Regions from separate parts of the Mus musculus genome. Here regions 2 and 3 are each linked to region 1. A link is a contact called in public HiCAR-type and promoter capture Hi-C data. All regions are on one chromosome and are shown on one strand. The core of a region is the stretch at or near the end of the contact, and the rest is flanking DNA. Distances in the headings are between cores, read along the strand shown.

What was found. Promoter capture Hi-C pulls out the DNA fragments that hold promoters and counts their contacts. HiCAR-type assays count read pairs that join an accessible place to other places.
Region 2: a promoter capture Hi-C map of pre-B cells shows a contact between it and region 1. The contact joins the promoter of Eif3e here to the promoter of Oxr1 in region 1. A contact is called at or near these places in 1 of 39 promoter capture datasets (pre-B cells) and 1 of 9 other capture datasets (liver).
Region 3: a HiCAR-type map of astrocytes shows a contact between it and region 1, with 4 times the contacts expected there. The contact joins the promoter of Angpt1 here to the promoter of Oxr1 in region 1. A contact is called at or near these places in 7 of 39 promoter capture datasets (the 3T3-L1 cell line, 3T3-L1-derived adipocytes, embryonic stem cells and 4 more) and 1 of 115 datasets of contacts at active chromatin or transcription factors (astrocytes).

What each region holds. Positions count from the first base shown.
Region 1 is chr15:41,445,195-41,449,077 of GRCm38.p6, forward strand. It overlaps Oxr1 (oxidation resistance 1), which reads left to right and starts at 2,288. Exons shown (of 17, transcript NM_001130166.1): 1 at 2,288-2,395.
Region 2 is chr15:43,280,565-43,284,447 of GRCm38.p6, forward strand. Eif3e (eukaryotic translation initiation factor 3, subunit E) reads right to left here and starts at 2,172. Exons shown (of 13, transcript NM_008388.2): 1 at 2,039-2,172. The coding sequence starts at 2,128.
Region 3 is chr15:42,675,197-42,679,079 of GRCm38.p6, forward strand. It overlaps Angpt1 (angiopoietin 1), which reads right to left and starts at 1,781. Exons shown (of 9, transcript NM_009640.4): 1 at 969-1,781. The coding sequence starts at 1,265.

The DNA.
Region 1 (3,883 bases), core at 1,038-3,537:
TCGTAGGGAAGGAATATTAACACCAGCACAGGAAACAGTGCTTAGAACAGGGGAATACTGCTCTATGGTCCCGTGTCGGGCAGGAGGTCCCACCTCTGTGAACCAATGTATAATTTTCTCAATGTATCTATGCTAGTGAGTTGCTTTCACTTGGCATTCAAAGTCTTGAACGCAGTACATTTTGAACCATAGGTTTTATGTAGGAACCGAAACAGACTTTAAAGTGAAGGCATGTCCCCCTACAGAGAGTGTGTGTGCAGTGTCAAAGAAATGTCAAGATCACACCACCTCAAGTGTGACTGGCAGGAAGTAATAGTGTGATGGCACCCGTGTGCACAGCATTCATCTCTCATCCCATGTTACTTAGGACAGGAAAGGATAGATAAGCTTAAGAGATAGCTTCAGAGGAAAGAAAGTTAAACATAAAACTAGACTGTGATTGCAAATTGAAGGATCTGATTTAGGAGTATGTCTTGAGCAGAGACATACACTGTTATAGCGCTGTTAAAAAGTACAACCGTGTGCCTTCTGTTGGCAAGCCAAGCTTTCCTAAGTCTCAATAATGGCAAGTGAATGCATTTTTATTGAGCATGTACTGTGAGCTCTTGGTGAAGCTCAGTTCTAGTCCATGCATAACCTCAAAAGACATAAATGAACTGGGATAAAATAGTCACTTTCAAGAGAACGCAAAATCTAGGCTCTGGATTTCCTTCTTACAAGTAGAGAAAACAAGATTACCAAATTCATTAGCTGCACTGAAAACTGCGCCTAGTTTCCTGATTTCTTACTCTAACTACAGCTATGGATTTCAGGAAATAATAGGTTATATTTAAACTTGGGTAATTTCTCATCCGGCAGATTTTGGGTTCAATTAGGTATTATTTCAGGCAACAGTTGTCTCCAGGCTTCAACGTCCTCTTCTGTCAAATAAAAGCAATGAATTCTTAACTGATGAATCTAATTTGGTGACTTCCAGAGAAAAAGCTAAAACTATAACTTGACCCAGGAAATATGTGAACATCTCATTCTTATAATTGAAATCTTTATTGATTTTTTCAGGGTAAAAAATAATGGGTTTCATTACGAAATGCATGTACATCACTATGCTTTTCTCAAATTCATTTCTTTTCCTTTTCAGTATAAATATTTCCTCCTCCCCTTTCCTCTTGGCTTTCGTTTTACAGACTGATGGACGTTTCACTTTCAAAGGAGAGAAGAGATAACACTAGTTGTCAGCAATTGAGGTGGGGTATCCTGGAGATTAATAGTGAGAACCCACTCACTACCAGGTTTTGAGAGGCCTTTGGGCTGATTTGCTGGTCGGATTGATGCAGTCTCATCTTGGCAAAGGGACCGACTTCCTTCAAGAAAGGGCCGAGGTCCAGTCTACCTAGTTGTACTTTGGCCCCTACCCCTACTCCTCTCTCATAATTTCCCAGGCAGAGTTGGAAAGGTGGGAGCGGTGGAAGTAGAAGGCAGCAGGCAGGGAAAGTAAATTACAGTTCAGGCAACAGGAACAGTGCCTCCAAGGTCAGGCTGAGTGTCAACTAATTATGTAAAATCCTGCGGAAATAGAAGTCGGGGAGAAGCCCAGCCTACTCTTGTATTTAAGGAGATCTTTCCAGAGCCCCTTTCAACCCACAGCCCCATACCTTCACCCTTTGGCCAGATCTTTGTATTTTGCCCGCCTTCCTTGATTTCTCGTTCCAATTCCACCAGAATAACCCTGAAAACTTTTTTCTTCCTCTTGGTAAGTCAGTAGCAGAGGAGCTTTCCCATAATTTCAGACCAGTATCTTCTCGATGTCTCTGTCTAAGGCCCTGAGGCTAGGGCTGCTGGGCAGCTCTGGGGACCGGGGACGGGAAGGGGTGCCATACCCCGCAGCCTGGAGTTGGGACTCTGCTCTGGCTACCCTGGCAGGTGTCTGTTCTTGGGGCACGGTTTCCCAGGGCAGGGGTCCAGGAGGACGCCAGCTCCCGGAGCCCGAGAGTTCGCTGCGGGGACGCGCGGAAAGGGGGTGCGCTGGCAGCCGGTAGCTTCCTTCCGCAGGAGCTATTTTTAGCAGGGCTTCGCCCCCCCTTTTCCCGGAGCCGCCGGCGTGGTCGCCTCCAGCTCGTGGCCGTCGCTCTGCAGCTCGGCGCCGCCTCCCCCGCCGCGGATGGCTCTTGGTAGCTTCCACGCGGGCAGGTCCGGAAACTGAGCAAGTCTGCAAGCGCTCCGCGGCCCCGGCGGCGGCGACGGCGGTGGGGGCAGAGCTGGGCTGCGTCAGGCTGAGCGCAGTCCGCGCGCGGCCGCGGGAGCGCAGTGCCAGCGCCGCCCGGCCCCACCGAGAGGGGCGCACTCGCCGCTACGGGGCTCGCACCGCTCGCCGCAGCCCCCTCCCGCCGACCCGCAAGTAAGTTTGTGCGGCTGCTGGGCGCCGCCGGGGCGAGGGCTAGGCGCTGGGGGAGCTGGGGATGGCGAGCGGGAAGAGCGCCTGGACACCCGGAGAGCGGGCAGCCTTCTGCCTCCGGAGTCCCGCGCTTCTCCCAACCGCTGGGCAGGTAGAGAGCTCCTGCTTACAAGGATGCTCTAGCAAAAGCTATAATGAGCAGACCCCGGAGGGTAGGACTGGCTCAGGGTTCAGGTGTGGGTCACTCTGGAAGGAAGAAGGACCGCGGATGAGGGAGCGGACCCGGCAGGCCAGGAGCCGGCTAGTGCCCGATGGGGAAGGGAAGGTTTGGAGAGCAGGGACCTGCCTGGGAACAGCCAAAAAGGGAAAGTGGTGTCCCTAGGACTGACAGAGGGTCAGAGAGCAAAATAGAAGGGCGGTGTGTCCTGAACCAGGATGACAGAAGGGGAGATAGATGGAAAGTGGGGCGTGTGAAAAGCGGATTTGTAGGAGAGTAAAGGACGCCAGTGGAAGGGTCAGTGGGCGCCTGATGGGCGGGTGAACTTGGTTAATTCGGGGAATCAGAACAAGCTTAGGTAGATATGATGGAAAGAGGCAGATTTAATTCAAGCCTCCGGAGGGAGTGTGTGAGGCAACACGTTGTGAGAACCAGCGGGTTTAGAAAGTGGCCTGGAAGGGAGGGCTGGAAAGGTGATGAGGGATATGGGGGAATGTGAGCAGGGAGTGGGGTAGATTCATGCCTAGGATAGGGAGGAAGGGGAGTTGCAAACCTGTGCATAGGGTTGGAGGCTTCCGTGAGTCAAGTCCCATGGTAGAGGTTTAGAGGTACTTCTCTGAGGTTCCTCTTCCATCTCCTATCTGGTTTGGAGGCTCCTAGGATCCTGGACAGAGATGAAGCAGGGAGGAAGGTAGTCACTTAAGGGGAGCCACCAGTGCTTTCGCTTACCGGATTGTGTATCCGGGTTCCTTTTAAGCAATGTGGGGCTGGGTTTGTGCGTTACACAGAGGGGGAGTGGTGTGTGTTCTAGGCCAAGGGGATCCCTAGTCTCCTATGGGGAGGGGGAATTTGTGTTTTGGGCTGGTTAGTAAGGTAGAAGTCTGCAGCGTGCAACACGCAGCAGGGGGTGTACATGCATGCGCTTTGCAGGTGCGTGGTGCAGGCCAGGGGTCCTCCGAGCTGTGCAGTCTGTCTCCACGACTGGGAGATCAGGACTCTGGACGTGGTCCAGGACAGGATTAAGGGAAACGTGCTTCCGCTTCCAGTATGTCTTCTGCCTCCTTTTGCTGGTTACATTCTTTCTGGCCCAGTGATGGGTTTCCATAGCCTCCCTCTGGTTACCTTTTATTTGAAACCTGATGCTGTTTGTCTCCCCTGATTTCTGTGCTTAGAGGATGCATCTCAGGCAGGGTTGTTCCCATCTTTCTACTCAGGGAAGGAATCTGAGAAGTCCCTGATGTCACAGGGGCTCTGGAATCATGGGGCCTTCTCAA
Region 2 (3,883 bases), core at 922-3,421, 1.8 Mb after region 1:
TAGAAAAAACAAAAGAACAAAACCAGAAACAAAACAAAACAAACCTCTGAAGTGCAGAGGAATCGAGACAGAGGACGATCCTAACCCATGCCCAAATTCAAAACCCACTCTTCTTATCTTGGCACTCACCCTCTAACCTGACACTTCACACAATAAACTGTGACATGCAAATTCATAATTCATTTAACTATTCAATGATTATTAAAAGCCTTTATGCAGAACTATTTCAAGTGCTGAGGCCATGTGGAGAACCTAGATTAGAAACCAGTTTTTCTCTCCTGGAACTTTTATACTCCAATATACAAATGTATCAGTAATGGCAAACATCATGACCACTGCCTCTGTCCTAATTACCTAGCTTCCAAGACTCAATTCCCCCTTTCAAAGTACTTTTTTTGCCCACTAATGGTTAACAGAAATTCTTGAATTTTAACAGTATTTAGTCAATACTTGCCTGATATGTATCATTTTTACCTTACAGACACATCAATCTATAAAAAGGTTACATTTTTCAATGGTGAGATGCTGGAGATTTAGCTTGGATTTTTCATAGTTTATGTCTCAATATTTAGGAACGGTCTTCCTCTTGAAGTATTAAAGCCACCGTACTACCCCGGTAATAACATTCTTTTAGATGTTTCCCGAGTCTCAGTTATAGCCTTGCCTATGAATAAACAATCTACACTTACACATTCTTCCCTTAAAAACATAAATGCATTAAAAAACACAAAAATATTAAGTTCAGGCAGATCTAAAATATCTCTGCTACACTAGCAAGGTGAGAGACTTCAATATGTATATATCTATATCTGTATCTGTCTATCTATATATATATATATCATATACTCAGAAAATGAAACAAAAGACAGTCAGAACTTTTTCTCTCTAGTGTGCAGACTACAAAATTCAATGCAAAAAGAATATATCCATCAAGCTCATGACCCACCTGTCAAGACATTCTTCAGCATTTATTGAAAATTAATTTTGCTGTTCCCTGCTGACAATACACTTGTTTAGAAAACTTCCTATGAATATAAATACTATACCTGTCATATAAACCGTAGCTATCTGGAAGCGTATATATGTCATCAAAACAGTTTTACTAGACTTTTTAGAAAACTGCCAGTGAACACAAAATACCTGCCCCTGAATCTGCAGTTCCCTGTTATAATCTGTGTCCAGAAAGCACAACTTACTAACTCTGCTAGACAAAATTCTAGCCTTACACTTTACTTACTGTAATTAGTAAAATGCATCAATTTCTCCATAAAGCCAATATATAGTTAGCCATAATAGTTCTAATCCAATACTTCTTCTCAGTACCCCCAAACAAACTCCTAAATTCAGGACTGAAACGTATTAAGTCCCCAAACTACATACTTAGGACATCTCATTGAACATTTATGACTGAATCATACTTCGTTAAGTCTGAACATCAACACTAAAAACAAAGTTTACATTGCAGCTTGTGGGTTATTCTTGGTCCTCACTCTCATCTGACAAAGTACGCTACATTCCTATGAAATAAATATCTATCGATGACCAGGAAATTCACAGCAAAGTATCCACAACTTCAAGGAAATTAGAATGCCTGAAATGTAAGAGAATCTTGTAATGGGATTCTGAACACAACCCAAATCCAAGGCCATAGACTCAATTTCTAAAAAGAAAACTGAAATTTCCAATAGCATCCGTGGCGAGCCCAAAGCACTCGCTCAGCCAACGCAGCTTCAGGCAAAAACAGACATGGCCGCCCGCAGGATCCTGAGCCTCGGGCCAGGAAGCAAAGACCCCGGCGTCGCCAGAACCCCGCGCTGTCACCTCACCCCTCCGGACGCACAGCCGAGTCCCACCGCCCCGAGCACCCCGACAGCGCTACGATACGCGGGAAGCTGCTGTCCCAGGGCCCAGCCCGTGTCTGTCAGGGCGGCCCAAGCCGGCTTCCGGCTCGCACGTGTGTAGGCCCTGCCGCCGCCTCCCCGCGTCTCCAGGCGCCTCTCTCGTCCCTACGCCGTCCTCCTTCTCAAAGCTTCCTCACCTCTTTCACAGAGAGAAACTCAAGAAGCGGAAAGACCAGGTGCCGATCCAGAAAATGCGCGATGCGAGTAGTCAGGTCGTACTCCGCCATCTTGCCGGGGGAAAGGAGCGCTTGTTCGCTAAAACTTTATTGACAGCTCCGAGAGGCGGACAGGCCCCGCACTGCGCATGTGCAGTAGTGGCCCCGCCCAAGCGTGCTGATGACAACGGCAGCAGTTGCGCGTGGTGGCCTCTCCCTCCCTCCCCACGCCTTCTGGGTGGGGCTCAAACTTTGCACATAATTTCTCTTGTTTGGAAGTTCTGTCGCTTCTTGTACCAATAAAGAAAAGCTAGTTTTAAGGAGGAAAGAACCCAAGAGTTTAGTTTTACACATAAGTAGACGAAGTATAGCCTGCCTGACATCTACGTGGAAAGAGTACATATTTGAAACTACAACTAGGTCTCAAAGATCAGTACTAAAGCAATACACTATTAACTCTGGGTAACTTACTAATGGAACTGAAAACCATGCATAAAATTAAGCTGAAAGAGTGTTTGAAAGAGAGGTGAGGGAGGTTAAATCTAGGTAATTCACCTTACACAAATGGGGGCAAGTATGATCAAGCCTAGAAACTAGATCACTGAAATATATGTGATGGCTATTTATGGTGGTCAACTTGACTACATTTGGAATCTAACAAAATCACAAGCAGTTAGGTACATCTGTGAGAGATTTTTCTTAATTAAGCTATTTAAGATAAGACCTATCTTAAATCCATATCACTAAGATGAGAAGATCCACCTTTAATCTGGACCTTTAGGCAGGCTAAGTATAGAAAAAGAAGATTAAGCCCTTTGCTAGCTTGCCCTTGTTCTCCCTGGCAAGTTCATTCTTTCGCTGACATTAAAACCTAGTTCTCCTGGATTCCAGCTTATACTGAAGATCACCTAGGACATCCAGCCTTAATTGAACAGCTACTATATTCTTAGACTTTTCATTGGGAGACAGACATTTTTGGAATAGACTATAACCTGTAATCCATTCAAATAAATCCAATTTACACACACACACACACACACACAGACACACACACACACACACATCTTAGGGTTTTACTGTTGTAAACAGACACCATGACCAAGGCAGCTCTTATTAAGGACATTGAATTGGGGTTGGCTTACAGGTTCTGAGTTTCAGTCTATTATCATCAAGGCAGGAACATGGCAGCACCCAGGCAGGTTTGGTTCAGGAGGATCTGAAAGTTCTACCTCTTCATCTGAAGACTGCTAGCAGAATACTGGCTTCTTGTCAGCTAAGATGAGGGTCTTAAAGCTCACACTAACACTGACATACCTACTCCAACAGGGCCACAGATTCTAATAGTGCTACTCCCTGGGCTGAGCGTATACAAACCATAACACGCATTCAACCAGTCTCTCTCTAGAAAACCCTAACTAATATAACCTGGATGAAGGAGGGAAGCACCAGAGGATCCAAGAAGCATTTAGTTAAGTAAAACAGCTCTGATAGCTCATGGCAATAAATAAAGCCTACATTTGTATTTAAATTGTTCACAGCCATTTATTTATTTACATTTACTTAAATTATCCACAACAATTTTCTCCTGTTAATATTTGACTCTGGTCATTTCTTCCTGGCACATCCTATCCTATTGATGACCTTTACATGGACTCTTTCAATTAGTTGTGGATGAAAAAATCTACTCATAGTGAACATAAAAGGCAAAAGGAGAAAGATCACAGCAACATATATAAACATGCTTTGAAGATATTTACAAGAAAGATATTCTAGTAGATCTTCTAGTAGATATAGGATGCAGGCAGTGTGAAAAGAATGGGGTTTGTA
Region 3 (3,883 bases), core at 531-3,030, 1.2 Mb after region 1:
ACTTACCTGTTACATAGCTAAACAGCGATTAAAGAATGAGCAGAAACAAGAGCTCACCATGGAAAGGGCAGTCTTAACAACAGCAACTACAAAATGTTCTATGGTTTATGAAGACGAAGAAGAAGAAAAAAGACCCACAAGAGATCAATGCGACTTCTATAAAATGGGATCAAATATGCACTCAGCATTAACGTTTCCCAGGAGACTGAGGCTCCCAGATGACACCGTCTCTGTCCCTAACCCAGGGAACCAGGGCTTGTCAAAAATTAGCACAGCCTTCTTGTGTTCAGCCCAATCTGCAGGTGGGTACAGGAGACTTCCTGAACTCAGTTTCTACCTTCAATGTGAGCAAAACCCCTTTCTTACAATTTTCCCATCAGAAGCTATTTTTTTTTTTTCATTTCAGATGTCAGTCCTCATATACCACTTGTGAAGTTAAGTTCCTTTAACTTACAAATACAATCTTTCTAAACGAAGACAATATGGGTACTTTATACTTATTCTCATTGCATACTTTTATTAAAAGTTGGTGGGGGTAAGCATTTTATGAAGATTTCCCATGGCAACTCACAAAACTCCTTGCTGTACATTCCATTTGAACCTCTGTTAATATCACCATTATGATTTCCTTTTACACCACCTTGTCCAAGAAGTGCGCGCTTACTTTTTCAAAGTTGGGCTTTGACAGTCAAAATGCCTAAGATAAACTTTAAAAAACAACAGGGTTGGCATAAAATTTGCTAATGTTAGACGCACATTTAGGAAGCTACAGGATCAGAGGTTCCCACAAGCCCAGGACCCTTGGCTTACCCAGGAAGTTGAGTCCAGAGAGGGAGCCTTTTTTCTTTTGCAAACACTGCCCCCCGGAGCAAAAGGTAAACACAAATGCCCCCTACGGAACTCTGAGCTCCCTGCAGAGAGGGAAGGGAAAAGCTCAGAGCAATTAGAAACCGAAAGCGATCACTTACTTTTTGCAGCCACTGAGTATAATTTTCCATCACATGCTCCAGATGCTGAAGTTTCTGGGAAGAGAAATCCGGCTCCACGTGTGGAGCATCCCTTTGCAGAGCGTTGGTGTTGTACTGCTCTGTCGCACTCTCACGGCAGTTCCCGTCGTGTTCTGGAAGAATGAAAGTGTAGGCACATTGCCCATGTTGAATCCGGTTATATCTTCTCCCTCCGTTTTCTGGATTTCGGCGCTGGTTGCTGCACCCTATGTGAGTCAGAATGGCAGCGAAGAATGCAAAGGAAAGGAAAACTGTCATTGTACTGCCAGCGCTTGCCTTCCGTGCCTCCTGCAAAGCTTGCTCTTCTCTTCTGACCTTTAAACTAGTTCTTTATTTCAGGTAAAACTGCTTGTTTGACTCTTTCCCCGTTAAAGAAAGCGTTTGAAGAAGATCCACAGAAAACTAGCCATTTGTTAGCTTTGTTCTAAAAAAGCGTTACTTTAAAAAATTTTAACTGTAATGATAGTTTCCTTCGTTAAAACTTGAGATATTTATTGCAATAGTAGCTTAGATTTATTGTTTCCTCTCTGTGTAACCGTTCAGCGTGGAGCCTGCCCGCGTCAGCTGCGAGTACATATTCTAGCCCCTTTCCTCTACCCTATCTGCAGCAGATCTGCTATTTTCTCCCAGACCTCAGTGAGTTTTATTAAGGTTGCACATCCAAGCCAAGCTGGAAGCAGGCAGCCTTCACAAGATGACTTGACAGGAATGCATGAGTGTGCCCCTATGCTAAGGATTGCTGATGGCTTTGGGCGGCGGATCGGCTTACAAATTGGCTAGATGCGCATGACCTCGATCATGTATGGGCCTCCCGCCCCCTTCCGCAGACAATTGCCTTGAGTCCTTAGCAGATGCACGGAAAATCAATAAACAGAGCAGTCCACCTTAATAGGTTCGGGTGTGCTTGCTGACCTACTAACATCTAAGCAAGCTAGAAGTATGTTTTCAAAGTTATTGTTTAATTGAGGAACCCTAATTTGGCACAATCTCCAATGGATTTTTTTATAATTGTATAAAATTATTAAATTTAAAAAATTACTCCAGAAAAGACATTTAAAAACTATTTTTAGAAATGGCATTCTCCCCTTTGTATTTACATAGGCTTTAAGGAGAATAAAAGAATCAAAGGATCAAATTATCAAGGAAATTACCATAATTTGTCACTCAAAGCAACATATCATGTGCATACTAAGTAGTATTTTGAAAGCACCTTTTGGGATATGGATTTTAAATGACGCTGGTTTCTTGGTCAGAACGCAGCTGTTCACATTCTCTGAGTATAAATTGAGCAACTTCCCTACAACAACAATGTGGTTACAGTTTAAGACAGTGGCCTGAGAATTATTAATTCCTGTGGTACATGCTAATCATATATTTCACAAGAACCTCTGGCATTGCTATGGCTGCCTTTAACACTGGTATGGAAATTCCACACACATCCTTTGTGGCTACAGAGTCAAACCATCTGAGAACAAGCGTGTATCAGGTGTGCCAATGGCTTACACAAGCGAAACCTCTGCGATTTTTATTAAGAAAGAAAGCCATATGATCCGAAGGTGCTTTCCTAAGTACAGAATATAAATATTTGAATAAAGGTACAGTCAAGTGCAAAGACCAGGAGATGATTACAGAATTTAGGGTGGAATCAGGATACTGGATGTGTGTACATGCAGGATTTTCATTAGGAACTTCGTGGGCTTTGGAAGTGAAAGAGCCTCTGCTCTCAGGCATGTATACAAACAGAAGCCACAGCATGACTCTTGAGTCCTGGAATGGGGGCAGAGCAGTGGGTAAGGGCAGTGGTGGCTACAGATGCATCTTTAGGAAGGAAAGCAGAGGTCAAAACTGACTCCAGAGAGGAGGTGGTTTGCTTACAGTAAACAAACAGTGATGAGATTCGTTGGTCCTTTCCACACCAAATAACAGGCTTCTGGGCAGATTGATACATTATGCCAAACATAGGAGCAAAGTTCTCTGACCCTGCAAGAGACTTGCCACATTACATATAAGAGTCATAGGAAAGGTTGCTCTTAGGCAGCGATAATGCCACTTGAGAGTTTGTTATTTATCACCTCACTTTAAGCACTCCTTATGTATTATGTCATTTAATCATGGCAACAAACCCAAGACATAGGTATTATGTTTAACTCTTTGGGCTCTGAACCTAACTGTCTTTGACAATCTCTGAAAGGAAAAAAACAAAAACAAAAATAAAAAAAACCCTCAAAAGTTAGCCACTCAAAGCTTAATGGCACCCAGGAAAGAGAATTATCTAGTTTACCTATTTATTTTTAAAAAGTAACTCATGTAGCTAGGATGACCATGAACTTCTGATATCCATGCTTCTACCCGCTGCTCCTATATCAACACACCTAATATATGTGTAGTGCTGGGAATTGAACCCAAGGCTTCCTGTAAGCTAGGCAGACATTCTATTAACTGAACTATTTTCTCAGCACAGATATGATGTAATTGCTTCTCTGCAGCCCCCCCCCCCTCCACCCAGTGATGGGCATCCCCTATACAACCACAAGGATGAAGCAGATTGAGAAAGTATTGCTTTCCAGCAATGCTTATATTGAAAAAAAAAAAACCATCCATATAGAGACGAGTGTCCAAAAACAACACCTGTAAGTGCTTTGTTAAAAACTAAATACAGCTGAAAACTGGCAGGGAGATAATGGAGGAGTGGTGAGGTCTCTATTACAGCGCCACTGTGTTTCCAAATGGCCATGACGGTTGGAAGTCTGTTCTCTGTGTCAGAACCTGCTGTCCATGTGAACTCTGCAATCTGAACAAATAAAGGGGAATTGCAGTTTCCATGGGGACGCACGGATATCTAGGAAGAGGTAAACTAAATCAAGTCTAAAAGAGTT